Regions from separate parts of the Hordeum vulgare genome. Here region 1 is linked to region 2. Evidence: chromatin contacts called from public Hi-C data. All regions are on one chromosome and are shown on one strand. The core of a region is the stretch at or near the end of the contact, and the rest is flanking DNA. Distances in the headings are between cores, read along the strand shown. Region 1 holds the start of LOC123425086. Region 2 holds the start of LOC123425055 (sodium/hydrogen exchanger 1-like).

Region 1 (4,340 bases), core at 284-2,783, 370 kb after region 2:
AGAGTGCACAACGAAGGATCCACAGCTACGTGTGCTGTGTGCATCCCAGTTACATCACCGAAGTACCGCTAAGATGTCAGTTAACTGAACCAAGCCTCAGTTCAATCAAAAAGCAGAGTTGCTGCTGAACGAGTCCAGCAAGAACAATCGAGTAATGGCCAAAAATCCCTACAAACTAGAGGAGGCAGACCCACACTCCTCTCAGCCTATCGTGGAAGCGCGTCAAAGCATTCAATCAAGCCCCGAAAATTGCCGATAGCTCGCTGCACTGCTCGAAGGACCAAGATTTGCTGATCGGCTGTGTGGTGGGCCTGGATGTGGCCTGGTCAGGCGAGAAGTAGCTGTAGCTCTCCACCGTCGATGCCTCACTGACTTGTGACGACTCTGGCGTGGCCCAATCTTGGCCAGGGAGGAGGGAGGTGGTGCCATAGGAGGTGGTCAGGGGGGACTGCTGGAAGGCCCAAGCGCCGGTGTTATCGCTCAAGGGTGTCGTGGCATTGTAGCAGGTCAGCTCGGAGGTGGCTGTTGAGACGAGCTTGTAATTGCCCAGTGGTGCTTCGCTCAGGTCCGAATTCGCTGGCGTGGGCCAATCTTGGGCGGAGTGGAGGAAGGTGGTGCGGTCGAAGGTCAGGGCGTGGTCGGCGGTCATGGAGGAGCTGGAAATCAGCGGTGTGGCTCTGGGTGCTATGCGTGCCAGCGGTTCTTGCTGGTCCCCTGGTTCTTGCTCTGCCTGCGGCCGATCGACTGGAATCTCCCATGTAGCAGCCAGTGTGGGCGGATTTGGTGCGGCAGGAAGCAGGCGGAACTGCAGGCATCGCCTCACGCGGGCCGAGGAACCCTCGCCGGAGCGCTCGTCCGCGGCCGCCGCCTTCCTCTTGGATGTGGATCCCGACATCGACGACGACCCAGACGAGATGGGCTTCGAGGCGGACCGGCCTGCACGACGCTTCTGGTAGATTTTGCAGAGGACGGGCATCGGCTCGCCGCGGCGGGCGTCTTCTTGGCTGAACTCGAGCATCAGCCAGCCGTTCTTGGGCTCGTAGGTGAAGGGCTGGCGGTACCCGAGGAGGGCGCCGCCCCCGTCGAGCACGCCGCACCGCGCCTTCTCGGAATGCCAGGTGCCGACCCCACCCGCGACGGCGCGGCACCTGCGGACGTCCCGGCTGCTCTGGGCCCGCACGGAGGTGAAGATGTACCACTCCCTGCCCTCCCCGTCGTCCCTCGCCGAGGCGGGGAGGAGGCCGGTGACGAGCGCGGCGGGCTCGGCCGCGTACACGTCCGCGTCGTGGATGTACCAGGCGGCGGCGGCGGGGAGCGGGGACCCGGAGATCTTGCGGTGGAGGTAGATCGTTATGAGGTCGGCGTCGCCGGGGGCGAAGTTGAGGCCGCGGGCGCAGTCGGGCGTGCGCGGAGACGCCATGGGATGGGGAGGAGGAGGGATGGAGCTAGCTAGCTAGCTAGGGTTTGAAGGCGCGTGCGGGGTAGGGTGTGGCTGCGGTGGGAAGGCTTTCCTTTTGAAATTTGGTTCGGGGACGGGAAAATGCGCGTGGAAGTGAAAACGTGGAGAGCGGTGATCGTAGGTCAGCTCGGTTTGTGTTGCTAGGGCATCTCCAAGGTCCAAGCCATGAGAAACCCGGCCCGGTCGGCCCGACCCAACCCGCCCGATCCAGTTCAAAAAGCCCGACCTGATCCGATCCGGTTCAAAAAAGCCCGCCCCGACTTTGCCTACAGCCGGGCTCAGCCTAAGATTTTGAGTCCGGTCGGGCTTATCGGGCCGAACTCGGGACTGAAAAACCTGACTTTACGCCTAAGTCAGGTCGGGCTTACAAGGTCGGGCCCGGTCGGGTAGGGACTTAAGTTTTGTACCACAAGCTTTTTAGGCGCGACCCGAGTTTTGCCCAGGTATATCTTCAAGGGTGCGGCCACTCACCTAGGTATCTCCATCGCACCGAGGTTTAAATTTTGATGTTCGCATTATTTCTGAATTTATTTCAGAATTTTCAACAATACGTATTTAGTGGAAGGAGACGTTCTTCTTGACGTTGAAGCATCTATGATGACTACAGTAAATCTTAAAATGATATGGCGGTTCAATCTTTCGGGTTCTCATAATGATATGGTGTGCATGTGTGCGTTTATAAGAATAAGTGTATGTATGTTTATATAAACAATTGCGTCCGTACCGTATTAAAAAAGAATGAGGCCAACTCCAACGGGTTACCCCCAAACCGAGGTATGTATTATCTGAATTATGTATGTTTGAGTCGAACAAATAGATGGCGTTCGACTGTTTTTACATATGCTCTCGCAATGTGCCCTACTAATAAACACGTTTCATTCGGCCGCATGAAATGTTTGTAAATGAAACAAAAACTAAAATTTAGGCACCACGGCCACAGTTCACGCTAGCAACCATAGTTCATGTCGGCAAGAGCACCAGCACTAAGTACACACCGTCCTCATCGGCACCACCACCATCGTCACCACCGTCACCGTCTCGTCCTCCTCCTCGCCGTCACCTCCGCCTCCCGAGAACTCCGGCTTCACCGGGCTCTCGTCAACGTCGGTGAGCCCCTCCTCGGGCTCCTCCCACCATCTCCTTCCTCGCGCCGTCCCGGTTCCGTTCTGGCAAACGGCGTTCCGATCCGACGCCATTAGGTTCGCATAGGTGATCTTGGAGATGTGTCCCTCTCTCTCTGATGTTGAGTTCTTTGTTAAGTAGAGAGGTTGGAGAGAGAGAGTCTTTGAGAGAAATAAAAATAAACGATGTATTTGCGTATGTATGTATGTATAAATGTCGTACGTATTTTGTATGTATGAGATGCACGATGTATGTAATTATGTATGTAGGTATATGGATAATACGTGTATGTAGGAAATATGTGTATTTGGCCTAAGCCACTTACCGTTGGGGCCAACGCACCCCGCTGTCTATGACACGGAGCCCCCACAACCTCTTTTAAAGAAAAGTGAAAATTAAAATATAAAAATAAAAATAATGTTTTTATTAAATAAATAAATAGATATATTAATTAATTAATTAATTGGGTAATTATAATAGTTAGAGTATGACACGTGGGTCCCTCACTAAATTAATCTGATTAATTACTATTTAATCTTAATTAAAAACTTGTGTCTATGACGTTCGGGACCCACTGGTCAGTTGACCAGTCAACTGCTGATGTCAGCATAACATCATGCTGATGTCATAATAGCATTTTGTGATAAATCTGTTTTTAATTCCTAACTATTGAATAAAACTTTAAAAAAATAATATAAAATAATCCGTAAGTCAGATCAAAATATTTTCAACATGAAAGTTGATCAGCAGAACGAGACGAAGACGGATACATGGTCCATTTGTCTATCACCCGTCCCTAGCATAGCAAACATGGAACATTTCCATCATTTTCCATCTGTCCGGTAGTAGCCCGAGACCCGAAAAGTATAGTCAGATAATCTTCCGACCCGTCAATGACGGATGTTGCTGCATTAGCTCATGTCTAGCCTGCATCTTGCCATGTCATGCATTGTGTTGCACTTTATTGTTTCTTCCCCCTCTTCTTACCGGTAGACCCCGAGACTTACGCTGCTGTCGGGTACATCTACGACCCTGCCGATCAGTCCTTTGCCGTAGAGCAGCAAGACAAGCAAACCCCTTGATCATTCCTATATCGCCTATGTCTTTCTTCCTACTGCTTGCATTAGTATTTTGCTACTGTTGTAGTTAGCTCCTATATCTGATGCATAGCCTATTTTTGATGAACTGCTACTTTCAGTCATGTACCTTTAATATGCTTAGTATAGGTGGAGCAGTCATCCCCTCTGACCCCGTAGCCCAGTTGCCCCGCTTGTTTTCAAATCTCGATCCCTGATCGACGAGCCAGACCCGACACAACACATACACCCCCTTCGTTGTACGACACTACAGAGATACTATCGAGTACCGAGGGTGACACCTCGTTAAGTACTCCTGATGATATCTCTGTAGTATAGCTAGTCGGTAGTGGTTATCGAGGGTGATTCCTCTTTCACCATTCCCGACGATGCCCCTGTCGTGCAACCCCTCAAGTCTGGGACCCCCGAGGGTGATTCCTCTAAGCCTGCCTTGACGGATACATCGTTCGGAATCCAACGAGGGTGATACCTCGGATTCCCCTCGATGTTACAACCACACAATTACTCGACCATGTTACTTGGATCATTGGTGATTAGTTGTTAAGACGGGTGGATTCCCGCGAGACTATATTGATGGCCTAATGAAAATGTTAATGGATTTGGGTATTTGATCTGTGTTGGCCGGAGACCTTTTCGCACTAACCGTCTGCGTGGGAAGAATT
Region 2 (4,075 bases), core at 82-2,581:
AAGTATGTTATACTTATACCTAGTTAATGAAAAATAGCCAAAATGACTGAATTGTAAAAGGGCAAGTGGAGCATTATATAACACAACCTAGAAATCTAGTTAAGGCTTACAATTAAGATTTCTAGGCTGTGTTATATAATGGTTTAGCTGTAGTTTTAGGATAACAGATGGAGACAAAAGGGAGTGGGTTGATAGTTGAATTATTGTTCATCTAAACCAAACAATTAGTAGTGCTATTTTCCTTGGTTAATTAACAGACGCACACACGCTACCAGATATAAACTGCATTATCTGAAGAAAATCATACTAATATATAAACTTTGATGTAGTCTCATTTAGTTATCGTGCGCTGCACATTGTTGAAAAGATTAAAAAACTAAACTAAGACACGTCAAGACATTTTCTTGCACAGAAAACAAAACAAGTGTCTGAAGATTAACTACTAGTTGAAGTACTTGATGAGCTCACCCGGCGTTAAATATGATGGGCGGGAGCAAGTAGATGAAGAAAATATCCTCGCTGAAGATAAGAATGCGCGAATTCACCCCCTTGGTGCAGAGCAGAATGACACCACCGGTGATGAGCCCCTGCGAGCAACAAGGCACGAGGAAGGACGGCTCAGGGAGGGCAGGCGAAGCGAAACCACAAGCACCTGGAGCGCGCGGCGTGGGGGGCAGAGGGCTCACCAGGACGATCGCGGTGGTGGATTCATTGACCCAGCGGTTCCCCTCGAGCAGGTGGCCGAAGACAATGCAGCCGCAGAGCAGCGCGATGAAGATGTTGATGGCGACGATGGAGTCGTGGTCCGACACCGCCAGCCCCGTGTACCTGAGAGCGAGCGCCCCCAAATCGGGCCCCATGCCGGCCGCCACCACGGCGGATCCCGGTCTCCCCCAGCCTCCGGCAGCCTGCAGCCAGCAGCCAAGAAAATTGTCAGAGCTGCGTAAGTAGATCCTAGCTACCTTCGCTTCTCCCCGGGAAGCATGGACCAGTAGAAGCAAGCTGTGAGCCGCTGAATCACCAATCAAGAAACCAGAGGAGCGGCACAGTGATTATAGGACCGATGAATCGCCAAGAAAGCAAGCAGCCCCCACAGCCCAAGAAACAAGAAAGCAGAGGCACGGAAGCCTGAAGCCGCACACAACTTCCCACTTGGCAAGGGGAAGCAGTAGATAAGCAAGAATCACGGGTATGAAACTCGAGCAGGATCCACTGGCCAATGATGGGGAGAACACTGTGCGGAGCAAGCGACATGACAAAAGGAACAAAGGGTGGCGACGGGCACGCACCTGGGCCGGACGGCAGATTCAGCTGCCTGCCAGTAGCCGGTCCGCTGGGATCTGGAGCGGGGCGGGGGGGGGGGGGGGGGGGGGGGGGAAGAGAGGAGAGGGGAGGGGAGAAAAAGTGTGGATGCGGGGGGCGGGCGGGCGGGCGGGCGGGCGAGCTTCGTTCGCTCTCTCCCGGTGGGCGATGTGGACGGAGACGTGAGGTGAGGGGGGTGGTGGAGTGGAGTCCCTCTCCCCCCGTTTCCCATCGCCATCTGGCCATGAGAGGGGCACGCAGGAGAGCCAAGCGGGAGGGGAGCGAACGAGTTAACAAATGCACAAATCGGTCACGCGCCGCGCTCAACGGCAGAAACCTGCCGTTGAAACCGCGCCCGGGGGGATGACTGGTGGGGCCGGACAGTGCGGGCCCAAGTGTAGTAGGAGGGGGGGTGGAGGTGGTGTTGGTGGGAAGGGCGCACGCGGGCGGATGATGGGGCCGACGTGGCGCGTCTGGATGGACGGGCAACGTGCGGGGGAGAAAGACGGCTCGTGCTCTGACCAGTGGTGGACCGTCCGCTACTGTGCTGTTGCTACCTGGGTCTGGGTGGATGGATTTTGACGCCGCGATGTGGGGGTGTGGTGTTTTGTCTGGTAATAGCATGGCATGATTCTACTTCTGCTTAGCATTAATAATAGCGAGAATCTTGAATCAGACTTGCCAAATCGATCCCTCCTATGTTCACGACTTCACGCACTCTCATTTATTCGCGGATGTGGGTGCTTACAGTACCTGCCTAAGTACTCCCTCCGGTCCTTTTTAGGCGCTGTTTGGAACCAACCAGATTATATAATCTGGTTTTATAATATATTGTATTTTCAAACAGGACAGTTTATATTATAGATTTTATAAGCTAGATGATCAGATTATTATAATCTCATAATCTCCTCTATCCCAGCTAAATGAGATTATGGATTATAAATGACGTGTTATCCTTGCAAATTTCAAGAGAATTACGCAGTGCCACCGTCACTTTCCTATTTTTTCTTGTAAACTGAGGACAAACATGTCATTGTACAATTTAAAAGTTGGTTTACAGTTTATATAATCTGACCTCCAAACATGCCCACCTGGATTATCTTTATAAACCAGATTATATAATCTATATTCATAATCCAGATTATTACAATCTATTATGGTTCCAAACAGGGCCTTAGTCTGCATATTAGCTTTGTCCAAAGTTAAAGGTCCTTTTTAGTCTGCATATTAGTTTTGTCCGAAGTTAAAGTATATTTACTTTGACCAAATTTATAAAAACATGTACTCCATCCGTTTCGAAATATAAGACCTTTTAGATATTTGACTATAGACTACATACGAAGTAAAATGAATGAATCTACACTCTAAAATATGACTACATACATCCGTATGTAGTATATAGTGGAATCTCTAAAAGGTCTTATATTTAGGAACGGAGGGAGTATCAACATTCACAATATCAAATTAATATTGTTAGATTCATTATGAAATGTAGTTTCATGAAATGTATATTTGGTATTGTAGATGTTGATATTTTTTAATATATATTTGGTCACACTTTGTAAAGTTTGACTTAACACAAATCTAATATGCGGAGTAAAAAGGACCAGAGGGAGTACTTGATTCACGACCATGGATCCCACTCCCTCCCCCTCCTAACCCTAGCCGCCCCACTCCCTCCCCCTCCCTTCTTCGCCGCCTCGTGAGGCAGCCGCCGGGCAAGCCCGGGGAGCCAAGGATCGTGGCGGCGGGGCCTTGGCTGCCCTGCCTCTGCGTGGGGAACTTTGGATCTGGAGCGACGGCTTCATGGACGAGGCACGACAAGCTACCAGCCGTGCGGACGGTGGATCTGGCGTCCGGGGCGCGCAGACGGCGGGATCCAATGGTCGTTGCCGGCCGGCGGCGGCTTCTGCGATGGTCAGTGCGCGTGATCTGGTGCATCCCCTCCTTCCATGTTCGGCGTGCGGACTAGCCTGGTCGGGCCGCGCTTTCTTGGATCGCCGGTTCTGTACAGGAGGCGTTGCTGGTGACGGGGATCTAGTTCGGACAAAATCCCTAGCCGCCCATGGGCGACCGCGTCGACGACGACGCCTGAGGACATCGTTCCCCTCCTTGGAGACGTCGGTATGGACTGACCTCCTCACTTCCCCTCCCCCTAGGTCTTCCGGGAGAAAGCCCTAACTTTGTTGGGCGGCGGCGGCGCTCACGTCATCGTTCCCTTCTTGAAGGCGCCGCTTTGGGAACCTTGGGGCTGGGTGGCGCTTGTGGGTGATGGGTGACGGCGGTGGTGCGACCCTATCCTAGCATGGATCTACGTCCGCTCCTTGGAGATGGACTCGCGTAGGTGGAGGTCGTCGTTTGGCGTCATGGTGGCGTCGATGGCGGAGGCACCTGCCAAGGCTGGAACCTCAATCTGCTCTCAAGATAAACCGGTGGAAGATGGTGGCGGCGACACATGTGAGTGCGTCAGACCGGTTTGTGTCCCTGACCCGGTATGTGGCTCGGTCGTGGCCTCCGGCTTTAGATGTTAGGCTTAGGTGAGAGGTCTGGGTATTTGGCTCAGCTTGCACCCCTTCGTCATATGGATAGGAGTAGCGGCAAATGTTGTCAAGATGGCAGATTCAGGCATATTGTTGTACTACTTTGTAAGGTATTCGAAAATAATCAATAAAATGGTCGCATGCATCTCCGAGATGCAGAGACCGGGGATCATCATCCTTTTCTAAAAAAATAATTATTCACGGATGTGGCATATATGCATATAATTGATGGG

Evidence for each region. A called contact is a pair of places that touch in the nucleus more often than the background predicts.
Region 1: a contact with region 2 is called in a Hi-C map of seedling, with 2.9 times the contacts expected there. The contact joins the promoter of LOC123425086 here to the promoter of LOC123425055 in region 2. A contact is called at or near these places in 2 of 6 Hi-C or Micro-C datasets (leaf and seedling) and 1 of 1 datasets of contacts at active chromatin or transcription factors (embryo).

What each region holds. Positions count from the first base shown.
Region 1 is chr1H:77,198,861-77,203,200 of MorexV3_pseudomolecules_assembly, forward strand. LOC123425086 reads right to left here and starts at 1,534. Exons shown (of 1, transcript XM_045108757.1): 1 at 1-1,534. The coding sequence starts at 1,420. The coding sequence ends at 236.
Region 2 is chr1H:76,832,570-76,836,644 of MorexV3_pseudomolecules_assembly, forward strand. LOC123425055 (sodium/hydrogen exchanger 1-like) reads right to left here and starts at 1,332. Exons shown (of 15, transcript XM_045108723.1): 1 at 1,290-1,332; 2 at 687-908; 3 at 469-587. The coding sequence starts at 860.